4 separate regions of the Mus musculus genome follow, and all the other regions are linked to region 3. The links are chromatin contacts, called in public HiChIP or PLAC-seq and promoter capture Hi-C maps. All regions are on one chromosome and are shown on one strand. The core of a region is the stretch at or near the end of the contact, and the rest is flanking DNA. Distances in the headings are between cores, read along the strand shown.

Evidence for each region. Promoter capture Hi-C pulls out the DNA fragments that hold promoters and counts their contacts. HiChIP or PLAC-seq counts read pairs in DNA pulled down with a chosen protein or histone mark.
Region 1: a promoter capture Hi-C map of pre-B cells shows a contact between it and region 3. The contact joins the promoter of Lysmd3 here to the enhancer-like site in region 3. A contact is called at or near these places in 3 of 39 promoter capture datasets (cranial neural crest, hippocampal neurons and pre-B cells), 1 of 484 Hi-C or Micro-C datasets (CD4 T cells), 2 of 115 datasets of contacts at active chromatin or transcription factors (embryonic forebrain and fibro-adipogenic progenitors) and 1 of 9 other capture datasets (liver).
Region 2: a contact with region 3 is called in a promoter capture Hi-C map of pre-B cells, with 4 times the contacts expected there. The contact joins the promoter of Ccnh here to the enhancer-like site in region 3. A contact is called at or near these places in 3 of 39 promoter capture datasets (the C10 cell line, hippocampal neurons and pre-B cells) and 1 of 115 datasets of contacts at active chromatin or transcription factors (astrocytes).
Region 4: an SMC1A HiChIP or PLAC-seq map of large pre-B cells shows a contact between it and region 3, with 17 times the contacts expected there. The contact joins two enhancer-like sites. A contact is called at or near these places in 1 of 15 datasets of contacts at CTCF or cohesin (large pre-B cells), 3 of 484 Hi-C or Micro-C datasets (the C10 cell line, cortical neurons and cranial neural crest) and 2 of 115 datasets of contacts at active chromatin or transcription factors (fibro-adipogenic progenitors and large pre-B cells).

The regions. Positions count from the first base shown.
Region 1 is chr13:81,656,415-81,659,400 of GRCm38.p6, forward strand. Lysmd3 (LysM, putative peptidoglycan-binding, domain containing 3) reads left to right here and starts at 1,392. Exons shown (of 3, transcript NM_030257.1): 1 at 1,392-1,522.
Region 2 is chr13:85,188,029-85,190,971 of GRCm38.p6, forward strand. Ccnh (cyclin H) reads left to right here and starts at 1,357. Exons shown (of 9, transcript NM_023243.6): 1 at 1,357-1,624; 2 at 2,726-2,848. The coding sequence starts at 1,508.
Region 3 is chr13:83,648,669-83,651,615 of GRCm38.p6, forward strand. The region is part of intron 6 of Mef2c (myocyte enhancer factor 2C); the gene reads left to right. Gm52044 (a long non-coding RNA gene) reads right to left here. Exons shown (of 3, transcript XR_003950630.1): 3 at 1-2,947. Among named protein-coding and RNA genes, the nearest start is that of Gm52044, 12 kb to the right of the region's middle. Within about 2 kb of position 1,348, at least 70 of the 459 cell types and tissues checked have an H3K27ac peak or open chromatin away from gene starts, as enhancers often do. A contact at or near this core is called in pre-B cells, where this site is marked.
Region 4 is chr13:82,071,058-82,074,018 of GRCm38.p6, forward strand. No RefSeq gene overlaps it. Among named protein-coding and RNA genes, the nearest start is that of Gm24295, 22 kb to the left of the region's middle. Within about 2 kb of position 1,589, at least 9 of the 459 cell types and tissues checked have an H3K27ac peak or open chromatin away from gene starts, as enhancers often do.

The DNA.
Region 1 (2,986 bases), core at 142-2,641, 2.0 Mb before region 3:
GCTTTGCAGATCTCGTGTAGGATGTTTCTTCAAAGCAAACAGGTAGTAGTCCTGAAGAAATGCTTGGAATTCGTTCTCCCTCAGACTCTCCCAAGGATTCCATGGCCTATTGACATTAAAATAAGAAAAGTAACCTACTTGCAAAAAGACGGTTGCATTCCATTAACATTCATGAGGCCTGAACAGCCGAGGCCCTACACATCAAGAACGGAATATATCCTTTGTCTCCTGATGAGAAAATGTCTCCGTGATAAATGGTTACAGACAGCGGTGTCACAGGGGCAAGAGCTCAAAGAATAACTTGGGCAAACTTTTTTTTCCCCGGTTGTCTTTGCCTGGAGTTCTTTGTAGCATTGTTCAGCACAGTGCCTTGTCCTTTCAAGTAAAAGGCGCTTATTGCAATGTAAGTAAAATCCCAGTCCTTGCAGAGGCACTTCTCAGAAAACCAACCGACCAAGGAACCAACAGAACAAACAAACAAACAAACAAACAATCAAACAAAAAACCCTTTGGAAATTGGAACAGCGTTCCAAAGGCTTTATAATTACTAAGTATTCGGACTGTAAAGAAAAGTGTGGTACGTCTTTAGGCAATGTTGACCTAAATGGGTAAGCATTTAGTCAAGTGCATTGTCGGTCGTCAGCACAAAACACCAGGTGCACCTTTAAAATGTCATACATCATTCGCATAAATACAAACACTGTATTTACCACTTCGGCAAATTTCTAAAAAAAAAAAAAAAAAAAAAAAAAAAAGTCAGAAGAGAGGTATTTATTTCACTGCCATAGATAGTGCAACACCAATGGCGTCCTGTTAATTTTCAAATCCAAGTAGGTTAGTTACAAGTTGTTGACAACTTTGTCCCATCAAAGTGCAGCTCCAGGGCACTGTGAGCTTAGCTTGGCTAGGTGGCTCACTCTGCTGACCTACAGACCCAAGGCACTCTGCCTGTCTTGTTTGCTGCTCTAGGGCTCGTTCGATATGGTAAAGCACGGCCCAGTGTTTTTGCTTTCTTCTGCCCCACCGAGAAGAAAGTGCCAGATACAGAGCATTAAGAAATGCACAGCGGCTCTCCATTGGCTCTTCCTCAAGCATGCCCTCCGCTCAGTACGTTTCTTAGCCAGGAGGACCCGTTGGGTTTAGATTCACAGACTGCAGGAGTCCAACACGGCCCGGCGGCCCCCGGACGGGCGGGGCTAGAGGCGGGGCTGAAATCAGGCCCCGCCCCGGCCGCATCGGCGCGCCTGCGTGCTGGCGTGGGCCTGCGGTTGGCCGCGGGGTTCTGGGTTCCCCGCCTCCGCCCGCGCCCTCGCACCTCCGCCTACTCTACGCGATGACGCACCGCAGGTTTGCGGACGTGGCGGCGGCTGTCGGTGCGGAAGGCGGGGACGGCGGCGACGGCGGCGACGGTGGCAGAAGCGGACCCAGACACCGGAGAACCTAGAGTCGGTCATGAACGTCTCCGGGGCCGCGGCTGTGGTGGAGGACATAACCGTGTCGCCGCGCCCCTGCTAGAGGACAGGTGACGGTGGCTGTGGGGCGGGGCGGGGCAGGACGTCGATCGGGGGGTCACCGTGGGGCGCTGTCCCCGGTTCGGGAAGGACTCTTACCTCCCGGTTTTGGGCAGCCCTTTCCGGGCCATTCTGCCTGTCCCCTTAGCATCTGCTCCGAAGCGTCCCAGTCTGACGCGGCGACTTAGAAATCAGAGATGTAATCTTTGCGGGGGACGTCCGGAGGAAAGGGAAAAATAAAAATAAAAGCGAGTGGAATGGAAGAGGGAGGAAGTTTGCAGTTGTTGCTTAGGTTTAAAATTGGCCCTGGAGAATAGGATCGGGGTGATTCTGTCCTAAGTGCTGAACTGGCTTGTGCCCTGTGAGTCTTCTCTTGCTCCCTGCCGAAGGTCAAGACCAAATATTAATATGCAGCAATTAATATGTAGTACCTAGGGATTTGAGAGGTCGCTTTCCGGTCTAGACCGGGTGGATGAAAACATGCTCACGATACCCATTGATGATCACTTTCAGGACGTTTGTCAGCAGTGCAGTATGCAACATGTTCTAGTTTTCTGAAGCCATAGATTCCATAGATAATTCAGAGAGGTAAAGAGAATTGAGGCTGATGGCTTTGATTCCGTGTACTTTCTAATCTTTAGTAGATTGACATGTCATTACCTTACTGGGCCAAAGTGCAGCTTGGCACTTGGATTACAGATGAACAGTCAGACCGTAGTGTCCAGATTGTTTATTTTGCTTTCCTGTCATTTTAGAGGAATAGAGACAGATGCGCGAAGACGGGAGTCTTTTGATTCCTGATTAAGACATGGTGAGGGAAAGACTGATAGAAGAACACATTGTTTCAAATGGCTTCTGGGTATTAGTCAGTAATTTCAGAGAGCTGTACTAAGAATGGGAGGGAGAGCGCTTTAGAGGGATAGCATACCTAAGGCAACGTAACCACCCATATGCATTGCTTTAGATCTAATCTTTTCTGCTTTTGATGGATGCTTTTGAGGATCTGAAACAGATACTTCCTGAGGTAGTACATGTATGTATGTATGCAACTTGCTACTGGTTCCACAAAACTGACAGACATCCTCTACATCTAAGATGTGGGCTTTTTATTTTGTTTTTAGAAAAGACCTAGATAAGGGAGTGCAAGCGTCCTTGTAGAAACAGGTGTGCTCCTTACTTTAAACTGAGATGTGAAACGTGGCTCTCATTTAGCTTGGATCTGTCAAATTTGGAGTGGTTTTTGGCAATAGTTTAGCCCCTGTGGGAGCAGCTGAAGCAAGCTACTAATATAGCTGTTAATAAATTATCTAAATAGAGACTTTTCAACTTTTAAAGATATACAGTGTCCCTGTAAAGCAAGGTCAGAAACTGGATTTTAAGGGCTGGATTTTATGAAATGAAATAGGTATGTTTTTACATAGAGAATATCATCTTTTTGTTGTCTGAGTTTTAGTTGTCTCCTGCCACCCTCCCTT
Region 2 (2,943 bases), core at 107-2,606, 1.5 Mb after region 3:
AGCCTGATATGGCTGTCTCCTGAGATGCTCTTCCAGAGGCAGATGCTTGCAGCCAACCACTGGACTTAGCTCAGGGGTCCCCTGTGGAGGAGTTGGAGAAAGGACTGAAGGAGCTGATGGGGGGTTGCAGCCCCATGGAGGGAGCAAGTGTCAACAGGCCAGACCTCCTGGAGCTCCTGGGGACTGGACCACCAACTAAAGAGTACACATTGATTGACCCACGGTGCTGGCCTCATATGTGGCAGAGGACGGTCTTGCAGGTAACTTTAGTGAAGTACATAAAACCTTTCTTTGAAGACCAAGAGGCAATAAATGCTCTGTAAAGCCAGATCTTTGATTACAACTCTTGGATTACAAGTTATATTGGTGCTCAAAAAACTTAGTCTGTCTACAAATAGTACATAGCACAGTTTAAGAACTGCTGTACAAAGACATTTGTGTTTATTTTTTTAAAAAGCACTGAAAAATTTCCAGTTAATAATTTATGTCTTGGTGGTGTCCAATGAAACAGTAGTATCTTTGTCATTGAGCTGTTAATTTACTTGTTCCTTTTCTAGGAAGACTAGAATGCATTTTGTTTGAATAATCTCCAATTAGATGCAGCAAAATGTGGCCTAAAGATTATGTAAAGAGGGCATTGATGCATGGCTGTGTTTCCAGAATTTGAGAGGCTTAGGCAGGAGGATCATAAATTTGAAACCACCATGAACTAAATATGGATTTCTAGTATATAATGAGACAATAAGGAGCTGAGAAAGGCAGGAAAAATGAGAGGAAACTCTACTGCACAAATTATGGCAGTGGGGGGATTGCTTTGTGCTCTCCCTGTTGGTATCAGGACCTCTGAAACTCGTGACATCATGTAGGCGAGACCCACAGACCTGTTGCCAAGACAATAGCCACCATATTCCCAGAATCCATTGTGCTCACCTCCCACTTTTACCTATAACCACGTCACCATCCATATATATACATACATACATATATATGTGTGTGTGTGTGTGTATGTGTGGTTAAGAGCACTGACTGTGTCATCCATATGAACTGGGTTCAATTCCCAGCACCCACAGGGCAGTTCATAACTGTCTGAAACTCCCATTCCAAGGGATCTGAAGCTGTCACACAGATATACATTCAGGCAAAACACCAATGGGCATAAAATAAAAATAAAAAATAAAGAAATGAAGGCTTATGGTTCTTTGTGCCCAGGCGTCCTCTGGAACCTGGATCCCTGCGGCCACGCCCACTTTCTGACCCTCCTGGGTCACGCCCTTCAGACTCCTCCCCAAAGCCTGGGAGCCCCGAGGCTCCGCCCTCCCTCGTTGCGGAACACCTCCCACCGGCTCCGGAAACTCCAGAGCAGACGCTGGCACGTGACCGGGACGTCACGCACGCGTCCGCGGTCTGGGCGGGGGCGGGGGTTCGCGCGTTGGCCGTCGCTCGTGGTCGCTGTCTCTCGGAGTGTCGCTGTTTTTGTCGCGGCCCTGCGGCCCGTGAGGGCTACAGCATGTATCACAGCAGCAGCCAGAAACGGCACTGGACCTTCGCTAGCGAGGAGCAGCTGGCGCGCCTGCGGGCGGACGCCAACCGCAAATTCAAGTGCAAAGCTGTGGCTAACGGGAAGGTGAGGTCCCCGCGAGCCAGCCCCTGTGCCCACCCTAAACCTGGGACCTCTCCTGAAGTCCCGCTTTGCCTGCAGGCTGGAAGCCTGTAGAGCGCTCGCCTGGCTGTGTCAGTGCAGACAGGGACTGACGCGACAGCCAAGTCCGGGGCTGGCGGTGGCAGAGGTCTGAGTGACATCCTGGGGACTGGCAAGAGCCTTGGAAGAGTGCGGACTTAGTGCGGGACTCGAACTGGTCACTTGTCCTGCAGGATGTCACGACAAATCATTCTCTGTAGATGGCAGGAGGGAGGGCACACACATAGGCTGGTGTCTAGTGGAAAGTCAGACTGGCAGGCAAGTGCCTGGAGTGCTGGTGGTCACTCATGGATGAAGCTGTACCTCTGCAGCAGTGGTTGAAGAACGTGCACAAGCAACTTTGTAAGCGGAAGTGTAAGGCGGTTGAAATTCTTGCCAAAACTGAAAGGAACTTTTCAAAGACTTGAAATGGGGGGATGATGGCTTGTTGGATCTGCTTTCCAGAAACAACCTTCACACAGAAGGTTGTACAAGGAAAGAAAATAGTTGACACAAGTAATGCGTGTTCTATGGGCCTCTATCCAGGTCTTCCTACAACTCTCCCATTCATTTCTGTGTACGGCCCTGGATAACTTTATAGTAGCTTCTACAAATTTCAGGCAAATAAAATTTGTACCAACAAAACAGGTAGACAATGAACTGAGTTATTTTAATTTTGGTGACATATGGATTTACTGCAAAAGCTACTTTGGGAGAGTTCCAACCCATGAAAATATGTATTTTTTTTTTAATTTACAAATAATGGTATCAAACCTGGGAGTGAATTGACACATACTCTGTCATGACTGTTTAAAAATGTCCAGCTGACAGTTTGAGAACTTGTAAAATGAAAGCCTAGATTCAGTTTATTGATTTTTGCTTATTCTTCTCCTAGATATTTTGCTTGATGCTTAGTAAACTTAACAAAGAGAGAAAGCTTCAGGTCTATTTTTTGTTGGTGGTATAAGTCCAATTTAAGCAGGACAGATAAGACGGTCTTACAATGAATTCACTGACCTTACATTGAAATGTCTGCTCTGTCTAAAGGTTCTTCCAAATGATCCAGTGTTTCTGGAGCCTCATGAAGAATTGACACTTTGCAAGTACTATGAAAAAAGATTATTGGAATTCTGTTCAGTGTTTAAACCAGCTATGCCACGGTCTGTTGTGGTAAGTGATGGGAGAGAAGAATATGCTTGTTAGCTGGCTTGAGAGAATTGAACTAGACTTTTCCCTTCTTTTTCCTCCATAATTTTTTTTTCACA
Region 3 (2,947 bases), core at 98-2,597:
TTACAGCTTCCTAAAGTAGGAGTGAGTAAAATCAAATGAAGTAGAAAAGGCAGAAAAGTGCTTTTAAGTTAACTGTGGGGAAAAATTACCACTATATTTGAAATCTTGACTATTTACACTGCTTTCATTGTTTATTAGACACTTGTAGGAGCAGAGGTAGAATCTGTTATCCTTCACGTGACTACATCATAAAAGCCTAAATTGGTTCATAAGAAACAATATTTTTAATCAAATGAAACTATAAAAGCTTCATTGAACTCTAAAGTCACTCTGTACCTCATTTTCCTATAATGTATAATCAGGAAATCCATTTACCATACGTTATAATTTTTGTCCTTTCAAGTGGTCAGAAGAATGTGACATCTGCATACGGTCACGTCTAAATTGATAATTGTCCCAGTAGAGTATAATTTTGAAACATAGCATCAAGAAAGTTGAATCTGTATATTAGAAGGTTGTCGAGAGGTGGTGTTTCCCACCTCCTGGGTCCCTGAAGTTAAGTGTGGCCATGCTCTCTGGTGAATTTATCTTAAGGTGGGCCCTCAGCCTCCACACAGGCCAAAGCATTCTGAGCGAAAAGGAGGCTGCGGTTTCCCAGCCAACTTAAATGCAGGCTCTTCTTAGCAATGAGCCACACACATGCATTCATCATTGACTTCCAAATGATAGGTTTCAATATCACTGGTCTAGGGTCCACAGTCTCACATTCCTGAATCTATATTATGCCAAAAGAATAACAATTTGGTGGCTGGAAACAGAAATGGTTATTATACTTCTCCAAAATGCTAGCTGGCACAATATTCTAAAAATAGCAGAAATTCACTCATAAAAAATAGCATTTATTTGTTCATAAAAAATAATTTTATGCTCCGAAAATATAAGTGTAAAAATGTCATGCTTAACTGCCATTTATCCTTCTTCTTTTGAAATTACTTGGCTAATTTTCCATTTGATTGTTTATTTAAACCAGATCTCACACAGGGTTAACATGTACATGACACCTTAAAACTATGGAACTAATCTTCTAAAATGGTGTAATTTCCAAATAGCAGCACATATTTCAAGAGAGACATAGAATGCTTTTGATTCCATTTTTTGCTTCTGAGGTGTTTACTGAGTGGAAAACCACGTATGTGTGCTTCCTTTTCCCCTGCTCACTGCCGCTCCAAAGCGCTGTTTTAAAATGTGGGCAGAAAGACTGGGGCTTTTTTTGGACTGTCTCTGAGTTTACCATAGAAAATGTTTTTGAAGAGACTTTTTTTTTGCACAGCCTCTGTGAAGCTCTCCACTTTCTCACACTGGCCCCGTGCTTGTCCTATCTTAGGACAGCACATGTCGTGAAGTGGTTTTACTTCCTTTTAGCAGAATTACTGCTCCATGCAAACCAGCACCAGCATCTACCCAGGCAGGATTTTAGTTTCTCATCCTTTCAGGCTTCACTGCCCTGCTTAACTGACATTTCTTCTTCTTCTTCTTTTGAAATTACTTGGCTAACTTTCCATTTGATTGTTTATTTAAACCAGATCTCACAGAGGGTTAACATGTTTGTGATGTGTGTCTGTGTGTGTGTGTGTGTGTGTGTGTGTGTGTGTGTGTCTGTGTGTGTGTGTGTGTGTGTGTGTGTGCGCGCGCGCGCACTCAAACTTCAGCAGGCAGGAATGCATGCTGCAGATATCTTGGTCTCCTCCTTTCCTTTTCGTGTAGGGACTCTACAATTCTGTTAAAGGCCCTAACACAAAATAACGTTCCAAGGAGACCCATTAAACACAGAACTCCTCTGTGCAGCCTAACTCACCCATTATCTTTCTTACAGAGTACGATTTGTTTATATTTCTTTTAGTGAGAAAGGGTAAATGTATTGTTTCAAGTAAGAACTTTTACCATCAAACACTGTCCAAATTAACTGTAACAGATAATTTGGGGTTTGACATATTTTCCTAGCTATAATTTAGCAACTTTTCTTGATGTTTTATTATAGAAGACTAATTTGTATTCAAATTCGGTGCAAATTTCTTAAACAACGACTTTGTAGTTGGCACTTGTTTTGGGGATGTTTCATTTGTTTTATTTTCATTTTGCCTCAAGATACTTGTTAATTTTTACCATGATCCAGTTGCAAGATTGAACCTTGCGAGTTTTTATATATTCAGCCTATTCATTTATTCATGAAACAAAGCAGGTAAATGAATTGGATATGAAGAATAAGTGTGTTTTGGACCACATGACCCAAATATATTTTAATTCAGAGAGTCCCCAGTGGGACAGTTTGGGAAGAAAGGAGCCAACGTGGGGTAGAAGGAACAAGAGAAGGTGAATATATTGAAGTGCATTGTGTAAGTGTGCGAGCATGTCATAATGAAACCATGACTTCATACAATTAGTATTGGCATAGCAAAACATTTCTGTAAGTATCTCTTTGAAACATGCTTGTGCGTTCCCCTCCCAACTCCTTGTTTTCTTTCTGAAGCTATTGCCATAGACTCAAGAAAGATCCATACACATAGGCTTTTCCAAGACCACCCTTTCCAGTGTTGCAGATGTCTAACCATTCAGGGACCAGTTTCTATCACTGTTCTGAAACTGGGTAGTCTCTACTTCTAACATATCATCATAAAATTGGAAGTCCCCACTGACCATCTTCTCCAAAGAGCACCTACGAAGAGAACCCTGTTTTCACTGGCTCCTTTGTAAGCAGATCCCTCCCAGTTTTCTTAAAGATGCTGGGTAAAATCCTCCCTCAGCCTGCCTCTTACCCAGTTACCGAAGTCAGCTGCCTAACTTACCTCTTCTTCTCATTTGTTGAAATACACATTAGTTCCTACCTCTTCCTAAACTTGCATTAGGTAATCTCTTCTCCCATAGATATTGAATAACATATAATCTATATTATTCTACAACCGTTTTGCCCTTGGTTTTTTTTTTTTTGTTTGTACATGTTCCATAAGTG
Region 4 (2,961 bases), core at 339-2,838, 1.6 Mb before region 3:
CAGCTTTCACTTCAGGAATTTTACAACCACGTGTAACTTCAGCTCCAGAGAGGATTCAATACCTTTGCCACCAGCACTTACAGGCACACATGCACACACACATGTACACAACATGTACAAATGCATACATACTTGTACACAGACATGCAAATGGACACACACAAACATGCATACACACTTGCATCCAAGCATACATACATGCACATACATAATTAAAAAATTTGAAAATCTTGAAATATATGCTGCAGATGATAAAAAAAATCTTGTTTGTTTCAGTAAACATGGTGTGAAAAGAATACTCACACGTCTTAGGCTTCTTTCTCTTCTTGCCATTCTCACTGGGGGGGTTCAGTTAACTGTTTTCATAATGTAAAACAGGGTATGTACATTGAGCATTGCGGACAAGGGAGCATATGTTTTATCCTCATATTGAACAGATGGACCAAAGCTGGACTGTAGTCCCATAGTCTGACTACAGCATCTTGGTAAGATGCAACCAAGGAGCACTGCCTTTGAGCACATCAAAGTCAATAGTACTATAAGGTTCTTTGCTTATAGAGTTAATGCTTATAAAGCACACTAAAATATTACTCATATCGTTTCTTACCATGAACAAATTAGAACAACATAGAAAATATGACATATTATATTTCCCCTTTTCAGGGAGGTTCATGCATTTCCCCCTTGAGCTCTTATTGTTACTTAGCTTCTCTGAGTCTGTTATCCAGTACTTTAGAGCTAATATCAACTTAAAAGTGAATGCATACCATGTTTGTCCTTCTGGATCTGGATTACCTCACTCCGAATGATGTTCTTGTTCTATCCATTTGCCTGTAAATTTCATGATGTCATTGTTTTCAACACCTGAGTGATATTCTATTGTGTAGATGTGCCATATTTTCTTTACCTGTTCTTCAGTTGAGGGACATCTAGGTTGTTTCCAGTTTTCGGCTATTATGAGTAAAACTGCTATAACCATATGTTAGCAAGTGTCCTTTGGGTATATGCCTAGGATTGGTCCCTAGCCCAATTGTCATCAGAGAGGTTTCACCCAGCAACTGATATAAACAAATATAAAGACCTATAGCCAAACATTAGGCAGAGCTTGGGAAATCCTGCAGAAGAGTGGGGGATGGGGGCTGTAGTGAAGGATTTTTGGAGCCAGAGGGGTCACAGACACCACAAGAAAACTCATAGAATTCACTAACATGGGAACATAAGGGCTCACAGAGACTAAACTACCAACCAAAAACTCTGTATAGGACTGGCATGGGCCCTATGTACGTATATCATAATTGTGTAGCTTAGTCTTCTTTGTGACTCCTAACAGTGGGAGCCGGGCCCGTCTCTAACTCTGTTGCTTACTTTTTGGACCTTTACTTTCTATTAAATTGCCTCATCCTGCCTCATTAGGAGAGGAGGTGTTTAGTTTACTGCAACTTGATATATCATGGCTGGTTGATACACATGGGAGGTCTGTCCTTTCCTGCAGAGAAGTGGAAGTGGAGTGGGTGTAGTGTTGGGGAAGAGGGAAGGGGGGAGAAAGAACTGAGAGGGGAGGAAGGAAACTGTGGTCAGGATGTAAATAATATACTATAGGCCAAAAGATATGTAACCCAGCTTACATTTCTGGTGTATGAATTGCTTATCCATGCATACTAAGTTACTTCCTGTAGTGGGTTTGGCCTAACGCTGTTTGTATTCTAATGTTAATTTGGGTCCTCAAAATTGTTTGTATGGGAGAAAACTCATATAAGACACTGAGGGACCCTGCCTCCAGTTAATCTTGATTGGTAAATAAAGATGGCAGCAGCCAATAGCTGGGAAGAAGAGACAGACAGAAAGAGGCAGGACATTAGGATTCCTGGGCTTGGGAGAGGAGAGGAAGAAGGAAAGAAAGAGAAGAAAGAGAGCAGAGGAGAGGAGAGGAGAGGAGAGGAGACATACCATGCCTGAGAAGAGTGGAGGGCTGAGAGGCATGACTGCCTTATGAAGAAGCAAGGAGAGTGTGGCCCAGAGGGCTGCCCTACTAAGTCCAGGGCAGCCAGGATACAACGCAGAATTTAATAAGGGGTAGCTCAGTATTATTGGTGGGAGGCAGTGGAGGCTAGGCAGTGGCCCATTTATTGTGCAGATAAGACATATTAGAATATAAAGGCCGTGTGTGTGTGTGTGTCTTTCACTGAGAAACATGAAGCATTGAAGCAATGAAGTATTTATTGAATCAAGGTGACCCACAGAAATATGTCTTGATTATGTTGGGAAGACCCAACTTAAAAGTGATTGGTACCATGCCCTGGGGTTGGGATTTAGTTTGGAGAAAGCCAGCAAAGCACAAAACATGCATGGATTAATTGTTTTCTTCCTGTGACTAAGGATACCATGTGACCAGTTGTCTCTAGTTCCTGCTGCTATGACTTCCCTGGTGTGATAGCACATGATTGAGAACTGTGAACTGAAATAAACCCTTTCTATCCTAAATTGCTTTGGTCAGAGTGTTTTATCACATCAACAGGAAACAAAACTAAGACAGTTGGAAACTTATCTGGGCTTCACTGTGGAAATCCCAGAGTAATCAGACATCTGTAGTCTTTGTCTTACACAGGAGTAAGCATCACAGAGAATGAGGGAGAGGTTGCATAACCTATTGTGACCTGAGAAGTTTGTGGTCTGACAGTCATAGGCTGTCCCATATTCAAATGTCAAATATGGACTCTGGCTTCTAAAAGAAGTATATCAAGAACTTGTGGCCACATTTTAAAACTATCGCATTTAGCTTTGGTGACTAACTTTAACATAAAATTAATGGAACTTGAAGCTTTAGTATTAGATAACTGTATGAGCCATTGTAATTATTAAACAATGCTATCATAATTAGGATCTTCTCAGACCTCAAATAAAACTGAAAGAACAAATTAGACTGATTTTTTTAGAAAATATATTGTAAGATTTCTAAGAAAG